Linked DNA regions of Mus musculus: all the other regions are linked to region 4. The links are chromatin contacts, called in public HiCAR-type, HiChIP or PLAC-seq and promoter capture Hi-C maps. All regions are on one chromosome and are shown on one strand. The core of a region is the stretch at or near the end of the contact, and the rest is flanking DNA. Distances in the headings are between cores, read along the strand shown.

Region 1 (3,015 bases), core at 296-2,795, 2.5 Mb before region 4:
TATTGGGCTAGAGAGACCAAATGCAGGATTGTACACACTCAGCAGTTAAGAGCACTTGCTGCTTTCCCAGGAGATCTGATTTCTGTCACCTGTACCAACACTGGGCTGCTCACAACCTCTTATCTCTGCAGTCTAGGTGGTCTGACATCCTCTTTTGGCTTCTGCAAGCACTGGACACATGTGGCCCACATTCTTACACTCACACTCTGAGTTTTAAAAATTAAAGGGGGTGGGCGGCTGGAGAGATGGCTCAGCGGTTAAGAGCACTGACTGCCCTTCCAGAGATCCTGTGTTCAATTCCTAGCAACCACATGGTGGCTCACAACCATCTGTAATGAGGTCTGATGCCCTCTTCTGGTGTGTTTGAAGACAGCAACAGTATACTCACATACATAAAATAAATAAATGTTAAAAAAAAAAAACAGCCAAAAAACAAAAAAATCCAACCAAACAACTCTCAAGAGATAAATAATTACTTACACTTTGACCCGAAGTTCTTTCTCTGGAATTTTCCATAATATCACCATTAAAAATAAATTTTCGCTCCCACTCAACAGCAATTCATTATTGTTTTTTTTGGACTTTGAGCGATTAGATATTACTTCCACTGCCTTTCTAATCTGCAGAGACAGAGAATAAGTTAATTTTCTCAATCTATGTTAATTGCTCCCACACAGACATATCTGCTTCCTTTGCTCCTTTGGGGGGCGGGGGGCGTTTCAAGAGAGGGTTTTCCTATATAGCTCTGGCCAACCTGGAATACTTAGTCCAGGCTGGCGTCGAATTCAAAAGATTCGCCTGTCTCCCGTGTGCTGGGATTAAAGGCGTGCGCCACAAAGCCTGGCGCTCCTCTTTCTATTGGGCAAATTTCATCAGCGTATCGGGATATTACAATTTGTACCCATTGCAATGTAAGAACCCGTCTAAAACATCTAAGGACTTGCTTCCAAAATCTGTTTACAGGTTGTCCTTTCTACGTAAGAGGACTATTCGGAAGCTTCTCCTGCCCTCTATGAGAAAGGAAGCGGTCAGGAAAGGCGCGTTGGCCCTGCTACCAACACTTTGTGCACGGACACATGACCTGTGATGCTGCAGAACCGAGCGCAGAAGCCCGCTTTCCACAGGAGGCAAACAGGCCAGAAGTGTGAGAAGAGCGAGCCCGCTGGGTGCGTTCCCAGAGGCCAGCCTCGAGCTCCGGAGAGCCCACGCGGTCGCGGGCCCACTTCATTTCCAGCCTCTCGCCCCACACCCTGCGCCGAACGCGGGTCCTAACCACCCTGCTTCCCGAATCGTCGTCCCCAAAAGCCACTCGCCTGCTCTCTGTCCAGCTGTAAAAGAGCGGTCGGGGTCACTTGCACGTCGGTGGTGGTCGCCTCAGCGACCGAGGCACTGGGAGATTCGGACGCAGAGCCCTTCATGTCGCCTCGTGTGGAAGGCCTGTAGAAGTCAGAGCTCATGCGCAGCCCGGAGGCCCGGAACCGGAAAGCAGTCAGTAACACTGCGAGGGGGAGGGGTATCACGTCATTTCCGGCGAGGCGCGAAATTAGATGTTGGGCCCGCCCTCTTGGGTAGATGGTGTTGCGGTCGTAGACTGTGCCCAGAGTTATTCTAGCGGCAGCATCTCCTTTGCCTCCGACTCTTTCTAAGGCTGCAGGCCTGAAAAACCCTGTCGCTCCTTCCGGAGGACACCGAGCGAGCGCCCTAAGGAGAGACTAAAGCCCTCTCTTCAATCCCGTGCTGTCTTCTGCAGAGCGGGAAGCCGTGGCTCCTCCATTCCTTTCTGGCTTCAGGCGTCGGTTTCCCCAAATTGGTGGTATTCCCAGGAAATAAAGAGAAACTGCCAACGCTAGGCGCGGGATGCTGCGCGAGAAACGAAAAAATGAGTCGGTCTCTCAGGAGCTTCGGCCCAGGTAAGACCTTGCGTGAGTGTGAAGGGATAACTTTAGTGTAGGAGAGAATACGCCAGAACGTCCTATGAGTAGTTGCCAAGCATGCCCACTGTGGTGACCGTGCCCAATACCCCGTATTCGAGGTTGTTCTCAGTCAGTTCAGGGAGCTCTCAATAGTACCACCAGTTTTTATTTTCGATTAGTTCGAGACAGAGCCTCTATTGAGACAGAGTATTATTGAGACAGGGTCTCTATTATTGAGACAGGGTCTCTATTATGGCAATTCTGGCTATTCTGGAACTCTATATAGACAGGTCTGACCTCGAACTCACTGAGATCCTCCTGCTTCAGGTTTCAGAGTGCTAGGATTAAAAGCATCCACCAATACGCCCCCACTTAAGTCAAACTCTTCCTATATCACCCAGGGTTACCCGAGTGAGCCTCCTCCTCTACGTCTCAGATGCTAGATTTACAAGAGTGAGCGAGTCCCCTGCCCCCACCTTGTACCGGCACAGTTACATAATTTATTTAGAAATTTTTATGTGAATGTTAAGGATAGTGACAGGTTCAGCTAGCTGTGTGGGAATAAAATGCTCTCCATTGTCAGATGTCTTCCAAAAGTGCTCCTGTGAAGGGACCATGCTCTGCTAGTGTCTGTTGAGGGAGGACCTTGTCCTAATTTAACTTGTAGAATACAAGTCCTTGGCACCTGCTTCTACTTGGCTATTTAGAATCTAGTATAAGATGGACTTTTAACATATTGCAGTGACTTGCTACACTGGGCTTGAGGTATGCAGGCTAACACACTCCAAAGAGCATTGGTGGTCTTAGGTGTTCTCTTGCCTGTATTCAAGTTTGAGAACCAGACGTTTTTGGTTTTTCGAGACAGGGTTTCTCTGTGTAACAGCCCTGGCTGCCCTGGATCTCACTTTGTAGGCCAGGCTGACCTTTAGCTCACAGGAATCTGCCTGCCTCTGCCTCCCAGTGCTGGGAGTAGGGCTTTTTTATTTTATGTATATGTTTTACTTGCCTGTGTATCTGTACACCACATGTGGGAAGTGCTAGTGTAGATCCTCTTAGAACTAGAATTACAGATGGTTGGAAACCACCGTGCGAATGCTGAGAA
Region 2 (2,986 bases), core at 40-2,539, 2.2 Mb after region 4:
CTCGGAATGTGGTCTCTCTGAGGGATAAACACGTGTTCTCTAATCATGCTTCTATGGCATCCAGGGCTAAGAACCACGAACGTCTCCTAGGGTTTTCCTGTGCATGCATATCACATGTGCGCTGGCTTTAACCCCAGAGGCAATTAGTTACAATAGCAACATCATATGCCATTTATAAACATCACTGATCATTATGAAATTCCAAGGCTGTGTTTACCTTTTTTTTCCAAAAAAAGCCATTAAATATTCCACAGCCCCTCATTAGGATTTTCCTCAGGAACTGAAGGTAGGAGCTAGGCTGCTCTGTGTAAATCAGCTGATGTTTGTTGTCAGAACACCTGGTGAATCGGAATGAATTAGGGGAGGGATATGAGGGACACATCTGAATTTGGACAGATGATTTTCTTGACTTTTGCTTGAGACAGGCCATCAGGCACTTGAACTCCTGGGGTTCAACTACCCACCTAGCCTATCAGGTTTGAGTAGCTGGGGTTGAAATTTCTCTTCATCTTTTCACGAATTTTGAAGAGCTGGCAACTTAACACCTCTTTGTGAGTACTGATGTAAATCTTAGCTTTCTCTCAGCAAGCCACAATTTCAGAATAATATCCCTTTTGGGTACAATTTGCAAGAAAAAGAAACAGCAAGATGCTATGCTACCACCAGGTGGCACAGCTTTAATAACCAAGAAGAAATGCCAGAGCACCCAAGATCCGCTGTCAGGTGCGGAGAAACGCACCGCGGTTAGGGTGGCCATCACTCTTCCGTTGGCTTTGTGGTCAGCGGGGAGCCCGGTTGATCTGTCCGTCTATCAGGCTCTGTTGCTGAACCTAACCTCGACGGCAGCTGGGCCTGGGCACTCCGAGAGGTGTAGCTGGAGAGGGTTCGAATTTCAGGAGGCTCCCACTGGCTGCGCTCACTCTGGACCGCCGGAGGCTGAGGCCCGGGTCCGCGAACCACGGTTCACTAGTTCTGGTCTCGTGGCGGAGGTGCCAGGACTCGAGCTGCGGAGCCTTGATCCCTGTTCCGCCTTTGCTATGTCTGAAGGCGTCCTGCTTTGCGCGTGTCGGGGCCAAATCCAGATTTTCATTTCGCTCCAGGCTTGGACGGCTAAGTAGGTCCAAACCGCACAAACAGGAAGGAGGGAAGGCAAGGAGTGCGGGCAGAGGGCGGGTCGTTCCCAGCAGCACCCCAGTCCCTCCCCGCTCCGGTCTCCGACCCACTGGGGCCGGGGCGGGGCGTGCGCGTCAGCTGGGGCTAGAAAAGGCGGCGGTCCGGCCCGGCGAGGTGACAGCCCAACTTGGACGCCAGGTCCGGCCGACGCCGCCATGAGCGCCGCGCTTTTCAGCCTGGACAGCCCGGTGCGCGGCACACCCTGGCCCACAGAACCCGCGGCCTTCTACGAGCCAGGCAGGGTGGACAAGCCCGGCCGAGGGCCCGAGCCAGGGGATCTGGGGGAGCTGGGCTCCACGACTCCTGCCATGTACGACGACGAGAGCGCCATCGACTTCAGCGCCTACATTGACTCCATGGCCGCCGTGCCCACCCTAGAGCTGTGCCACGACGAACTCTTCGCCGACCTCTTCAACAGCAACCACAAAGCGGCCGGCGCGGGCGGCCTGGAGCTGCTGCAGGGCGGCCCTACGCGACCCCCGGGTGTGGGGTCTGTCGCTAGGGGGCCGCTCAAGCGCGAACCCGACTGGGGCGACGGCGACGCGCCGGGCTCCCTGCTGCCGGCGCAAGTGGCGGTGTGCGCGCAGACAGTGGTGAGCTTGGCGGCCGCGGCTCAGCCCACTCCACCCACTTCGCCGGAGCCTCCTCGAGGCAGCCCGGGGCCGAGCCTCGCGCCCGGCACAGTCCGAGAAAAGGGCGCGGGCAAGAGGGGTCCGGACCGCGGCAGCCCGGAGTACCGGCAGCGGCGCGAGCGCAACAACATCGCTGTGCGCAAGAGCCGCGACAAGGCCAAGCGCCGCAACCAGGAGATGCAGCAGAAGCTGGTGGAGTTGTCGGCCGAGAACGAGAAGCTGCATCAGCGCGTGGAGCAGCTCACCCGGGACCTGGCTGGCCTCCGGCAGTTCTTCAAAAAACTGCCCAGCCCGCCTTTCCTGCCGCCCACCGGCGCCGACTGCCGGTAACGCGCGGCGTGGGCCTTTGAGACTCTGAACGACCTATACCTCAGACCCCGACAGCGGGGAGCAGACGCCGCCCGAATCGCTAGTTTCTTTGGGACCTGCGAGCGACAGGAAGCTGCAGCTTGGGCACTGGACTGCGAGAGAAGCTATATTAATCTTTCCCCTTAAATTATTTTTTATAATGGTAGCATTTTCTACGTCTTATTACCATTGCAGCTAAGGTACATTTGTAGAAAAGACATTTCCGACAGACTTTTGTAGATAAGAGGAAGAGACTGCGCATGCTTTTTATATTCATTTTTACAGTATTTGTAAGAATAAAGAAGCATTTAAATCGCTGCAGCTTCCTATGTTCATTCTCTCCCGCACACAACATACTGAGACTTCACCAGGGAAAAGCAAGCACCTGGGAGCCACCCGACCAGGTGCGTTGCCCACACGGGGTAAGGAGATGGACGCGTTTCCTCGCGGTCTCTATTGCCCGCGGAAGGAACACGGGAAAGCATGACTAATTCATGTGTGTGATCCCAGAGTAGGCTGACCTGGGGCGGAGAACAGTTGGCCTAACTTTTAGGTGGTTGCCGAAGGGTGAGGGGGTGGAAGAGAGCTGGGAGTCTGAAACTTGATTCCTCGTTGCCTCTACTTTCCTCAATCTAGGGACAACGTGTAGATTTAAAAATGTGTACCAGTACAAATTAATATCCTAGTATATAAAAAGGGCAGCCCCAAAAGCCAGTAATTGTAATGTTTGCGGGCTTAACCCCCCCCCCCCCCAAAGCTATGTGCCTTTCTACTAAGATACTGGTTGTTCCAACCCCTTCCCTGATCTGCACGGCCTGTTGTACAGAAAACAC
Region 3 (3,099 bases), core at 63-2,562, 2.2 Mb before region 4:
AGCCCTGGCCTTGGGGTCTCCTGCTGCGTATGGACAAGCCAGTGCTATTATTCACATTAGAAATTGATTGTAGATATGCATGCAGTCCAGTTACCTGCCCGCATTATGCTCTCTGAGCCTCTCTGAGCACCAGCCTGCTTACAGGGGGATGCTGGAACCTGTTGTTATGGCATTTCTATATTCACTGATAATGCATAACCTGCCTCTCTGTGTGTCCTCATTTAAAGGCATCTTGTTTAGAATCTACAAGAGATGTAGCTCAGCTGTAGGAGAATGCTTGCATAGCATGCATAGAGCTCTGGGTTTGATCCCCAGCACCATATAAAACTTGGGAAGCGAAGACAGAAGGATCAGAAGTTCAAAATCATCTTTGGTCACTGTACTGGCTAGTTTTGTGTCGACTTGACACAGCTGGATTATCACAGAGAAAGGAGCTTCAGTTGAGAAAATGCCTCCATGAGATCCAACTGTAAGGCATTTTCTCAATTAGTGATCAAGGGGGAAAGGCCCCTTGTGGGTGGGACCATCTCTGGGCTGGTAGTCTTGGCTCTATAAGAGAGCAGGCTGAGCAAGCCAGGGGAAGCAAGCCAGTAAAGAACATCCCTCCATGGCCTCTGCATCAGCTCCTGCTTCCTGACCTGCTTGAGTTCCAGCCCTGACTTCCTTGGCTATGAACAGTGGTTTGGAGGTGTAAGCTGAATAAACCCTTTCCTCCCCAACTTGCTTCTTGGTCATGATATTTTGTCCAGGAATAGAAACCCTGACTAAGACAGTCACATAGAAAATTCCAGCCCAGGATCCATGAGAGACCATCAGAAACAAACACTGTTGACTTGTTGACATTGGACAGTGATATTTCATGCTTGTCTGAATGAAGCTTACATAATATGTGGGGCCCTTGTACTGGGAACATGGACCTGGAGACTATTCTAACTAGGGAAAGTGACAATACAAACCATAAGAATGTGACAAAGTAGACTACTGAAAGGACGTGTGTTCACGCGTGTGTACACGAGTTGGAAGAGGAAGGCAGTGGTTTCCTGTCTGACCCAGCTGCACACATGCCCACTGAGTGACTAACTCTTCCCTCGTGAGTGAGCGGCTTCCAGAGGGTGTTTGGATTGGTTTTGGAGTTACCAGTAAATTTCAGACATCTGCTGAGCAGCTTCATTGTTTTTCCAGTAGATTCCTGGGGAAACGTTTTGCCTGAGAGTGTTGTGAACACTGAAGTTGCATTTTGGGATGAGTGTAACTTCCTTCTGTCTACTTCCTCCCAGTAGGGAAGCCAGTTCTCCAGGCCAAGGAAGTCCTCTGAGCAGCTTGCTACCTTCTGCCTCAGTGCCTGAGTCCATGACAGTCCGTAAGTACTCTCAGAGGCTGGCATGTGTGCCAGCAGGGCACCTGTGCTTATCCTGTGCAGGTGTGGGCTTTGAAGTGAGCATGAAGTTAGTGAGTGTTTGCTTTCTGTGCACCTGATCGTGGTATCGCTGTAAGCTTCCAGACTATGGCCGGATTGTGGTGCATGGGGGTGAATCTGCTAAAGGATGCAAGGAACCTTCTGTGCCTTGCGGTTTCTAAGCTACCTTCTGTGTGCAGCCAGAGTAAGGCTGTCTTCTGACTTTCCTTGTGACTCTGGACAAATCAGTTTTGCTGATGACATATTCTAATGACAGGTGGTGCAAATCATTTCCAGCTTCAGAGGGAAGTATTAGGGACACGGCAATGAAGAGTGTGTGTGTGATGGCCCGCACCCACACCCACACCCACACCAGCAATTGTTTAACAAGATAGATGTTCAATGACTAGGTCAGTTGGGATTGGGGCCGGTGCCCTGACTGGGGTTGGCAGAGTGGGCTAGCATGAGACTCCATGGTCATCAGAGGCCAGGGCTCTTCCTTTTCCTGACTAGCTGTTGTCTTTGCTTTCTGAGCTCTGGCCATTTCGTTCCTACCCCTAATGGCAGGAAGGAGAGGGGCAGAGGGCAGGCTTTCTGTTTCCATATCACATTCAGAGATCAACACTTGGATAGTGTAAAAATTATGCCTTTTTTCCTCATCAGCCTTTGGGTAAAAATTAACATTTCCTTCAAACACCAAAGTACAACAAACCTTGAGCCCATAGTGGTGATGTCAGATGGAGAGTAACTTTATCCAGAGAAGTTCCAGGCCCCTTTAACATCACCCCAGGATGCCATTTCTGCTTGGAAATGCATTAGTTATCTGAGGTGACATAGAAACTTCCACACGGATCTCCTAGATCTCCAAGCCTGGACCTTTCTGTTTACGTGAACACTCTCCAGAGCCATGTTCCCTATGAGCTGAGGTTTCCCACAGTCCTCTGGCTGCAGAGCAGGAACTGCTAGTGTGAGTTCTGTTGCTGTGCAGGGCTGAACAGATACTTAGGTCTATGTGAGGACGACTTGTCTGTCACCTTCTCCTAGTGGCCAGGCATGGTTCCCAGAGCCCTTCTCAGCCTCTCTCCAGTGTGGGGTATGGAGCAGGTGAATTGGTTCTCTGGGGGCTGCCATGGATCTTGCCTCTGAGCCTCCCAAGCCATTTCCATCCCTGACAAAGCCACCAGCTTGGTCAGTTCCTTTCCCATGAGGACATTCTTGTGATACCTCTGAGCTGTGCCTGCAGCAGGGACTCAGCCCGTTTTATTTTCATTCATCTCTTTTTTTTAGAAATTAATCCTAGTTGTTTCTGGTCATCTTTGGCTTGAGACCTATCAGGAATTCCCAGCCAACCTTCTGAAGGAAAGGCCCACATTGGTGGGCCATTTGACTCTGGGTGTCTGGTAGTTATATGGGCTGTGCAGAACAGTTGTTTGTGAATGGGTGGGTGGGTTAGCCTTTGTTTTCAGGGGTGATTTCATGTGGGAAGGCTTTTCTTGTCCACTCTGCTCCTGCAAGATAAGGACCATGCCTCTTTCAGAAATGTGGGTGCCTCCACCCACCCCTGCTTTATCTGTGAGAGGGATAGGAAGGGCTGTCTGTGTAGCCCTACAGGATTAGTCTGATGTAACAGAGGATTGACACTGGGAAGCCTTGGCAAATGCTTCTTTTCCTGTGTGCTTGTGAGCATTGTCTCTGGCCTGGCT
Region 4 (3,050 bases), core at 233-2,732:
GATAGAAAAAGCCGGGCGTGGTGGCGCACGCCTTTGATCCCAGCACTTGGGAGGCAGAGGTAGGCGGATTTCTGAGTTCGAGGCCAGCCTGGTCTACAGAGTGTGTTCCAGGACAGCCAGGGCTATACAGAGAAACCCTGTCTCAAAAAACCAAAAAAGAAAAAAAAAAAAAAATCCAGAACTGGAGGATACCAGCTGGACAGCAACATGAGTGTAGTTAATGCTACCAAATTCCAAAACCACTTAAGAACAAATGCAATAGAGCTAGGAAATGTCTTGAAGCGTAAAGTGCTTGCCATGCAAACACGAGGACCTGAGTTTGGACCTTCACCATATAAAAACTGAGCATGTCAGCACACAGTAACAGGACCCCACAGCTGTCATCCTGGCACCTGTAACCCCAGCATGGATCTTGTAGGAGAGACAGATTCGGGGGGCCTGCTGGCCAGCCATCTTAGTAAAATACCCAGCTCTAGATTCAACAAGAGAAACACGTTGAAAACTTATTTTAAACATAAGCTACCCAAAAACAACCTCTGGCCTCCACTCATCATATACATATACATATTTGTGTGTGTGTGTAGTGTGTGCATTTCGAAATGATAAACTTGGATAGGTGTATTTTGTCACAGGAAAAAGACCTCAACCTAAACCCCCTGCTTTTTAACCATATACACCTAAATTAGTTTAAACAGCACCAGAACCATAATCTCTATCCAAAAATCTCACGCCCTGACCAACCACAAAACCACATCTCTCCCAGGCTTTTGCCATGACCAGTGAGGAAGGAGGCAGGGAGCCTTTGCAATACAAGGTGTAAGCCCAGAGCTTTCAAGGGAGTGATACCTGAAAACTCCCCATCGATGGCGAAGAAGTCAGCCTCCTCTATGGCCTGGTACACTTTGTGAAGATTAATCTTAAAATCTGCAGAGAAACCAAGAAAAGGCTCAGAACAGGTGGCCTGCCTTCCTGCCCACCAACTAAAGGGAGATGGGAGAAAGGGCCGGAGGAGCTCCCGGGGCATCGGAGAAGCGGAATAAGTGTTCAAGGACCACAAGGGACACCTCCTCCAGGGGTCACTAGATAAAGTATGCACGACTGAAAAGGGCTAGCCCTGAGCAGGTGAGCAGGGAAAAGAAAGGCATGGATGCCAAAGGTGCACGCTTTGCAGAGCGACAAGTCCCACCAGCAGCACCGCTTTTCAGAGGAAGTATTGCCCGGCGGGACTGACTTGTCCCGGGCCCCGCTAAACTCGAGAGGTCTGGGCCTAGCACGCTAGGTGGGCTTGAGGACAGGGATGGGGGTTGTGCGGCGGACACGCACTGCTCCGGATTATCTCCATCCTGCGGCGCAGACGGAACCTTGGCCCCGCCCAGGCTGACGCCGGTCCACGCGCAGAGTTCCGCAGCAAAAGCAGCGTGGGGATGTCGGAGGCCGCCACGAAACAGCACAGGACACTTCCGGAAACAGCGCGCGCCGCTGCGCCTGCGTCAGATCTGTGTCACGTTAGGGGCGGAGCCCGGGCCCTCCGGGCTGCCTAGAAAGGAAAAAGGGGCATTGCTATCAAAGTCTCAAGGCCTGGCCCATATGTTGGAGAAGTTTCCTGTCCTGAACCTGGTTGATCAAGAGACATATGGACTGGTTTCCCCTGGGTCTATAATTCCAGTCTGAGAAGGATGAGGCAGGAGAATTTGCAAATTCGAGGCCAGCTTAGGGAACATAATGAGAGTCTGTCTAAAAATTTTTAAATTAATTTTATATATACAAATATATAATTCTTGCTTAATTTGTGGGGTAAAGTGTTGGAGAAGTATACGTGCGCATTTGTGTGGCGGTCGGTGATCACTAGTAGTAAGCAAAGAAGGACCTCCCGTGGCTGTTCTTGTTCTCCACCTTCCTTGAGACAGGGTCTCTCTCACTGACTGAACTTGTTTCAGCCGGAGTGGCGCCTAAAATGCCAGTCTCTGACTCCCAACACTGGGTTTACAAGATTGCAGGGCTGTGCCTAGCTTTTTTTTCATGGGTGCTGGGGATTTGTCCATGAGTCTGGATGACTCCACAGCAAGTGCTCTTACCCACGGAACCATCTCTATGCCCCATATTGACTGAGTTCCGGTTCTATGCCACTCTGGTAGAAGAGAGACACTGTGATGACAAATCATGGTGGTTGTCCCATTGCAGCGTAAAACTTGGATAAGAAGAAAAAAAAAAAAAAGCCAGGCAGACATCAGACTTGCTACTTGGAAACATGATAGTTGCTATGGAGATAAAGAGCAAAATTCTGCAGCAGAGAGTGTTAGGTAATCAGAAAAGGCAGAGCCATTTTTGGGAGCCTACTTTGTGACCTAACACTCTACAAAAGTGGCAAGTACTCTTAACCTCTGAGCCATCTCTCCAGCCCTACATTCAGCTCACCTCAAAGAGTTTCAGGATTTTGTTAGCCAGCCCCTGCTGGCTTATTCCAGAGATAAAGTGTTCACAGGGGCTAGATAGTTGGCTGTTAACAACTGTAATCTTTCCAATATTTATCCTCCAAAGAGTAAATGAGACCCCGTGTGATGGCTATTCTTGGGTGTCAACTTGACAATATCTGTACTAAGCTACAATTCAGAAATGGAAGGCACACCTGTGAGAGATTTCCTGCTTGATTTACAGTGAGTGAATTCACTTCTAGTCCAGACCTCTGAGGTAGGAAGACATACATGCTTAATCCAGATCTTGAGGCAAGAAGACACACACCTTTAATCTAGATCTTGAGGTAGGAAGACACAACTCTAATCTGGGCCAACCTTCTGCTGGCAGCCTATGTAAGGACCTGGAAGAAGGAAGCGCTTACTCTTTGCCTGCTTACCCTGTAGGAAGTCCATTCCTTCACTGGCATTGAGGCCCTCCTTCCAAAAGACCAACTTAGACATCCAGCCTTGTGAGACTGAACAAGTACTAGAACCTTAGACTTGCTGGTCCCAGCTAGTCATTGTTAGATTATTTCCTCTCATATCTAAATATATACAGTTTGCTTCTTTATTTTAACAGAGTGCATTAGTGAGGGT
Region 5 (2,757 bases), core at 178-2,677, 2.2 Mb before region 4:
TTTTTCTTACCGCTGACGTAATGCCTGGCTCAAATAGGTCTCAGTGAAGTTGGTCTGGTGAGGGAGGGAAGTGTTGTGGGGCTAGTGGTGGTGTGACCTGACCCAAGTTATCTCCAAGGAATGCCCACTGGGCTCTTCTTAGTTATAGCTCAGTTCTAGGGAGCTCTTGGACTTGCTTGTTACCTGTTCCAAGACTATTTTGCTCACCATTTGGGAAGTGAAGCTTTCTGGAAATCCCTTCTACTTTAGCTTTAGCTAGTGAGAGCATTCATGGATGACAGAAGCCCACTTAGAGGCCTCTGAAGAAGGGCAGTGGAGTGGCTAGGGAACTCCTGCTGTGAAGGAGACCTGTTTCTCCACATCTCTCTATCCTTTTTCTTGCAGTTGGCTTCATTATCAGGTTTGATCTTCTCTCATGGTGACTAGAGGATCTGTAACAGACCATGGCTGTGCTGTGCCCAGCCACTTCACCTCGTCTCCCCAGCAGCAGGCATCTCTTGCTCTCAGGCCCAGATCAACGCTCCCTGTATCCAGGAGGTGGCATCCTTTCCTTTCTGAACTGCAGGAGTGAGTGTGGGGCTGGAGAGGACTTCCCTAGATGGGCAGCAGTGACTGTAGACTTCCCATGGTGATTCCTCCCCATCCCATTTAGGTGCTTTAGATGTTCCAAATTAATGTATTAGTGGCGTTGGGCCGACAGCCCTCAGTGGAATCTGACAGGAGTGAGTACACTATGCTACCTCCTCTGGCTGCTTTCTGTGGTTTATGTCTCACAAACTGTGACCTCTAGTGACCTTGTTAGTCATCTATTTTGCCGTCTTTGGACTTCATGCTAGCAGATTTGCTGTTCCTTTTTTGTAAACATTCTTGGTGACACTCCTAATGTCCATAACTAATATAACATACATATAACACAAGTGATTTAGGAAGCTAGCTTATAGTTTATGTGAAAGAGAAATGAACAAGAAGCCATTCATAATAGAAGCAGACTCTGTTCTACATTGGTTAGGATAGTTCTGGGACAGAGTGAACCACAGATGCCAGCTCTCTGCTGGCAGGGCCAGCCTAGTCTCTCCAGGGCTGAGTGGGATGGTGACTGTTGCAGCCCAAAACAAACACACCCAGGCCGGGAGTCTGTCAGAGCAGGAACTTGTTTTATTGTAGCAGTCTTTCCTTTATATAGGGTTGAAGAAAGAGGTGGGGATTTTTGGTGAGGTGAGATGATGTAGAGGGCGGGGAAGGATGCCGTAGGGTATAGGGTGACTGACAGAGCCAATAAAGTTATTCTACATCAGTGGTAGCTAGGCAAAGGCAGGCTTAAGCAGAAAGTGCTGAGTCACTCCAGTACGGAAGTGAGCAAGACAGGTCTCTAAACTAGAGCAAAGACTCAGACTTCCTCACTAGGCCTCAGTATCTGGCGAATAAGGCCCAACCCACAGCTTATAAAGCACTTCCTGGTCCACAGCTTGCACATAGAGAGGGAGGACCAGAGTGGCTGTTTATAGCAAATACGGAATGAAAATGCAGAGTGCAGCAGACCCCAGAGGAGAAGGGCTGTCAGCATCTGTGAGAGGCGGCTCCAGGTTCAGATTCTACACCAGTCTCCTACAGATGGCCCTAGGAGGCCGAGCCAGCACTGTGTACTGCCCCAGCCTCTCAGAAGGAATGGTGTCTTCAGCCTACTCTACATTTTGGCCTGACTATGCCGCCAGGCATGCCTACTTATCCCACACCTGAAGGGGGCAGCATTGCCACCAAGAGAATCCCTGCCTCAGCCTTTTCCCTTGTCCTTTTTCTCAGGACCATTGGCAGAAACACTGCAGAATGTATGTTTAGTCATCCTCTTGACCTGATTCCCCACGTGATCTTCTGAGCACCTACTGTGTCCAGTCACCCTTCCCTCTGCCTCCCTCATTCAGGCTACTGGACGAGTCACTTGTCTGGTGTGATGAGCTGAGAGTCCCACCTTTGCTCCATGCTCAGCAGCAGCCCCAGGTCCCTAACTTGCAGCTGAGAGCAGGGGAATCCATGTATAAGTCGGGACTTGTGTGTTAGGCCCAAGCATCAGGATAGGCAAAGATCTGTCTCAGTGGAAACTGCTCACCTGTAGTCTGGTGCTGCCGGAGTTCTTCCAGGCTCTGTAGTTTACCTTGTTCATTTGTTAACTCTTCAAAGAGCAGCTGTTTTGTGGTAAGCTTTATCAGTTAGAAATGAACAGAGCATGGCTGCGTGAGCCTATGTGTTTAAATTGAAGAGGGGTGGGTGGGGTGGGATGGGGTGTATAGACACAGATGTTAAACATTTGGCTGAGTGATTCTGTGCGCCAGCCATGCTCAGGTGTAAGTGTGGCATGATGTGGGGCAGGGGTGGGATTAGTTTTGCGTCAGTTTACTTTAGTCTTTGGGTTTGTTTGGTTTTTGTTTTTGTTTTGGCAGAAGCTTGGTAGATAGCCCAGGTTGTTCTTGATGTTCTTGAACTTAGTGTATAACCTAGGCTGGCCTTGAACTCAGAGTCCCATTGCCTCAGCCTTGAAAATATTAGGATTACAAGAGTGTGCTACCATTGTCAGCTCTGTCTGAGGCTGGGGTAGAGGGAGGTGCCTCAGGCACCATTTAAGGAAATACTTATTTACATAGGAGCCTCTGTTCCCAGTGGATGTGGGATGGCAGATGGCCACTTAGTGCCTAATGCTTCTCCTTTGGAAAGCCAGGGTGAAACAGTCTTACTCTTATAGATTTTTTTGCAAGAGTTAATGCT
Region 6 (2,964 bases), core at 159-2,658, 2.7 Mb before region 4:
AACAAATATTTCTGAGCTGGCCTGAACACCTTTAGAAGGCAGAACAAGGATTGGCTGAGAAGATGAAGTATGGGTGTTATTCTAGGTCAGGCAAGGCAAGCGACACACCCTCTGGATCCTGATCCAACTGATAAAGCCAATCGCTGGAGGAATTAGTGATACCACTCAGCTCCTTTCTCTCTGCATTAGTTCTACTTTAAAAGAGCCAATCTGAGAAGGCTGGAGCGGAGGGCAGAAGAGGAGGCAAGCACCTAGTGGTAGAAATGATTTTCCTTCAAAGGACTCCAATATGGAGTCCAGGAGTCCCTGAACCAGCTTCAGCTCACTCAGGGGAGGACGGTTTAATTCAGAAAAGGCTGGAGGAGCGGCTCAGTGGCACAACCCTGTAATTTCAACACTGTGGAGGCAGAAAAGTCCAGGACCAGCCTCAGCTACATATGGAGTTGGGATGCTAGCCTGGACTATCTAAGACCGTCTCAAAACAGCAAAAAGGGGATGAGCTTAGAGAGCCCCGTGACTTCCACAAACTATTTCCCAATGACTACCGCTCAGTCCAACAGAGAATGACATCAGCTTCACTCTCCGGAAGCACAAACCCGACAAAGTATTAGGTAGGGAATGTCCAAACGACCCTTTCTAAAACACACCCATGCTCTCCTCACCTCTTCCTCTTAAACCTCAACGGAAAGCTGGGGGCACGATACCGAATGACGATCAAAAGCACCGTCTAGACCCACACGGACCTGGAAACCACTGGGAAGTAAGAACTGGGCTGGCAGGACAGGCGGGGGTCACGTCCTCCTTCGCCTGGGCTCTAGACTCCGCGATCCTGAAGTTCCCCTGCTCTCCGATACGCTCGCACCGGTCTGGGAACCCGTGTGAAACTCACAGGGATAAGAGCAAAAGACGCGTGGGCCCGGAACAGCTAAAGAGCATCTGGAAAGTTACTCTACTTTTTCTCTATTCGCTTTTGCTTTCAGAGTACACACAGGGGCGTTCTCCAAATCGCAACTTAGATACTAAAGGTTACTAGAGAAAGTCGCGCCTTTTCCTATAAGCCCGAGGGGCATCATTTGGTGAGGTTCGGACGGAAGCTGGGTAGTCCGAGACTGAGAACCAAACACAACCGCACTGCTGGGACCCCTCGCCCTCAATCCCGCCCAGAGCGCGCCACCCCGGGTCCCACGACATCCCTGCTCGCCCCCCAAGGAGAGCGCGGTGCCCCGGGACTCTAGGCAGGTGGCAAAGCCCGACCCTCGCCTCTGTTGCCGCCCCGTGCCCAGCGCCCCGAATCTGGTGTTCCCCACCGGGCACCCAGCAGGGCCGCACTCACCGCTGCCCGCGCCGCCAGTCGAGCCGGGAGGTCTGCTCTGGCCGCGCGCGCGGGCCGGGAGGGCTCCGGGGAGGCAGGGCGAGCCGGGGGCGGAGATGTTTCGGGGCGTGGCTTGCTGGAAAGGGCCAGATGGGGTGGGGTCTAGGAGGGGAGGAGTAACAGCCTTGAGGCAGGAGGAGTAGGGATGAAGCTACGACCTGAGTGGGCTGGCGAGAGGCGGGGCGCGCGGAGGCGGGGCCAAAAGGTCGGGCGGGAGGCGGACTCTGGAGCCGCGAGGCCTGGGAGAGGGAGGGGAGAGATTATTCTTTGTTTCTAACAGCCACAACTACACCTCCACCAAAGTCAAGGCATAAAGACAACCTACAGAATGGGAGACAACATTTGTATGTTATGTAGCTGATGAAAGTTTATAATTTGAATAAAATTATATGATGAACAGTACTGAGGGTAGAGGCGTATATTCAAGATCGGCCTGATCTAAAACAGTTCCAGGCAAGCTAAGGCTTTATAGTGAGACCAGTCTCAAAAAAACAAAAACTAGCCAGACTGCAGTTCAGCTGTTAGAGGGCTAACATTAGCATGCATGAAAACAGGGTTCATACCCAGCGGCCCATAAATGAGTATAGTGCCACAAGCCCAGCACATTTTACGGCTGAACAGTTTCTCAAAAAAAATGTGGCTAATCTGAGAGACATAGGAAGTTTGAAGCCAACCTCAGATACACAATGAGACCCTGTCTCAACTCATCCCACACATACAAAAAAAAAAAAACATTCTTACAACGTACATGTGTGGGGGGGGTGGGGGGGTGCACGCACACGTGAGCGCACACAAGCTCACAGTAGTGTTTCACTGTGTAGCCCCACCCGGCCTTGAATTCACAGAGATCTGCTTGCTTCTGTCTCCTTAGTGCTGAGGCTAAAAGTGTATGTTACCATGCATGGCTTACATTTTATCCCCTTGCTTTAATGTGAGCACAGTAGCAGACAGAAAAGGCTGCAGGAAGAAAAGGTTTATTTTGGGTCACAGTGTGAGAGGGTTTCAGTCCATCTCCGTGGGAAAGATTTGGCAAAGCTGTTGAGATTATGGCAGCTGAAGCTATGCCGATGCTACTCACATTACAGTAGACCAGGCTGGAGAAGAGGGAGTGATCAGAGACAAGGAATAGAGTTAACCTTCAATGGCCACCCTTAGCAGATAGGCCCTGCCTCCTAAATCCTCCTCTGTAATTTCGGTGCTGGGATGGGAGAGATAGGAAGATCCCTGTTGTTTGCTGGCAGCCAGACTACAGAACTGGAGAGCCTTGGTTCAATTGAGATTCTATACCAAAAAGTATAATGGAGCACACCTGGCAAAGGAAATACCATATTATGGTCATGTAATTGCTTTTCCCTGGGTGAGGCTTATCCATTGTATTCCTCACATGCTGTTCCTAGGGTTTCCCCAAACATGGGTACCTCAAATGCTTAATGTGTGGTATGGGACGAGTAGTTGGGATACAGACTGGGTTCAAGCTCTCCCTTAAATTTTTTTTAATTAAAAAAATAAACACAGAGAACAATTGAAAAAGTCATGTGACATTGGCCTCTGGCCTGTCTACACGCATCTGTGCATGTGTGCTTATGTGTAAT

The links. Promoter capture Hi-C pulls out the DNA fragments that hold promoters and counts their contacts. HiCAR-type assays count read pairs that join an accessible place to other places. HiChIP or PLAC-seq counts read pairs in DNA pulled down with a chosen protein or histone mark.
Region 1: a contact with region 4 is called in a HiCAR-type map of astrocytes, with 5 times the contacts expected there. The contact joins the promoter of 2610020C07Rik here to the promoter of Parn in region 4. A contact is called at or near these places in 6 of 39 promoter capture datasets (embryonic stem cells, hippocampal neurons, liver and 2 more), 3 of 115 datasets of contacts at active chromatin or transcription factors (astrocytes, cardiomyocytes and embryonic stem cells) and 1 of 9 other capture datasets (adipose tissue).
Region 2: a contact with region 4 is called in a promoter capture Hi-C map of pre-B cells, with 7 times the contacts expected there. The contact joins the promoter of Cebpd here to the promoter of Parn in region 4. A contact is called at or near these places in 3 of 39 promoter capture datasets (liver and pre-B cells), 1 of 115 datasets of contacts at active chromatin or transcription factors (astrocytes) and 1 of 9 other capture datasets (liver).
Region 3: a contact with region 4 is called in a promoter capture Hi-C map of pre-B cells, with 7 times the contacts expected there. The contact joins the enhancer-like site here to the promoter of Parn in region 4. A contact is called at or near these places in 5 of 39 promoter capture datasets (3T3-L1-derived adipocytes, hippocampal neurons, liver and 1 more) and 2 of 115 datasets of contacts at active chromatin or transcription factors (astrocytes and forebrain).
Region 5: a promoter capture Hi-C map of liver shows a contact between it and region 4, with 5 times the contacts expected there. The contact joins the enhancer-like site here to the promoter of Parn in region 4. A contact is called at or near these places in 4 of 39 promoter capture datasets (hippocampal neurons, liver and pre-B cells) and 1 of 115 datasets of contacts at active chromatin or transcription factors (astrocytes).
Region 6: a contact with region 4 is called in an H3K27ac HiChIP or PLAC-seq map of extraembryonic endoderm stem cells, with 10 times the contacts expected there. The contact joins the promoter of Litaf here to the promoter of Parn in region 4. A contact is called at or near these places in 1 of 39 promoter capture datasets (pre-B cells) and 2 of 115 datasets of contacts at active chromatin or transcription factors (extraembryonic endoderm stem cells and stem cell-derived neural progenitor cells).

Annotation. Positions count from the first base shown.
Region 1 is chr16:11,201,838-11,204,852 of GRCm38.p6, forward strand. 2610020C07Rik (RIKEN cDNA 2610020C07 gene) reads left to right here and starts at 1,546. Exons shown (of 3, transcript NR_038156.1): 1 at 1,546-1,910. Rsl1d1 (ribosomal L1 domain containing 1) reads right to left here and starts at 1,455. Exons shown (of 9, transcript NM_025546.2): 1 at 1,314-1,455; 2 at 481-620. The coding sequence starts at 1,418.
Region 2 is chr16:15,885,997-15,888,982 of GRCm38.p6, forward strand. It overlaps Cebpd (CCAAT/enhancer binding protein (C/EBP), delta), which reads left to right and starts at 1,290. Exons shown (of 1, transcript NM_007679.4): 1 at 1,290-2,986. The coding sequence starts at 1,329. The coding sequence ends at 2,135.
Region 3 is chr16:11,419,424-11,422,522 of GRCm38.p6, forward strand. Snx29 (sorting nexin 29) reads left to right here. Exons shown (of 21, transcript NM_028964.4): 11 at 1,281-1,360. Among named protein-coding and RNA genes, the nearest start is that of Snx29, 98 kb to the left of the region's middle. Within about 2 kb of position 1,313, at least 53 of the 459 cell types and tissues checked have an H3K27ac peak or open chromatin away from gene starts, as enhancers often do. A contact at or near this core is called in pre-B cells, where this site is marked.
Region 4 is chr16:13,666,688-13,669,737 of GRCm38.p6, forward strand. Parn (poly(A)-specific ribonuclease (deadenylation nuclease)) reads right to left here and starts at 1,483. Exons shown (of 24, transcript NM_028761.3): 1 at 1,324-1,483; 2 at 847-924. The coding sequence starts at 1,342.
Region 5 is chr16:11,455,149-11,457,905 of GRCm38.p6, forward strand. All of the region lies in intron 13 of Snx29 (sorting nexin 29), which reads left to right. Among named protein-coding and RNA genes, the nearest start is that of Gm32100, 130 kb to the right of the region's middle. Within about 2 kb of position 1,428, at least 253 of the 459 cell types and tissues checked have an H3K27ac peak or open chromatin away from gene starts, as enhancers often do. A contact at or near this core is called in hippocampal neurons, liver and pre-B cells, where this site is marked.
Region 6 is chr16:10,991,713-10,994,676 of GRCm38.p6, forward strand. Litaf (LPS-induced TN factor) reads right to left here and starts at 1,409. Exons shown (of 4, transcript NM_019980.2): 1 at 1,334-1,409.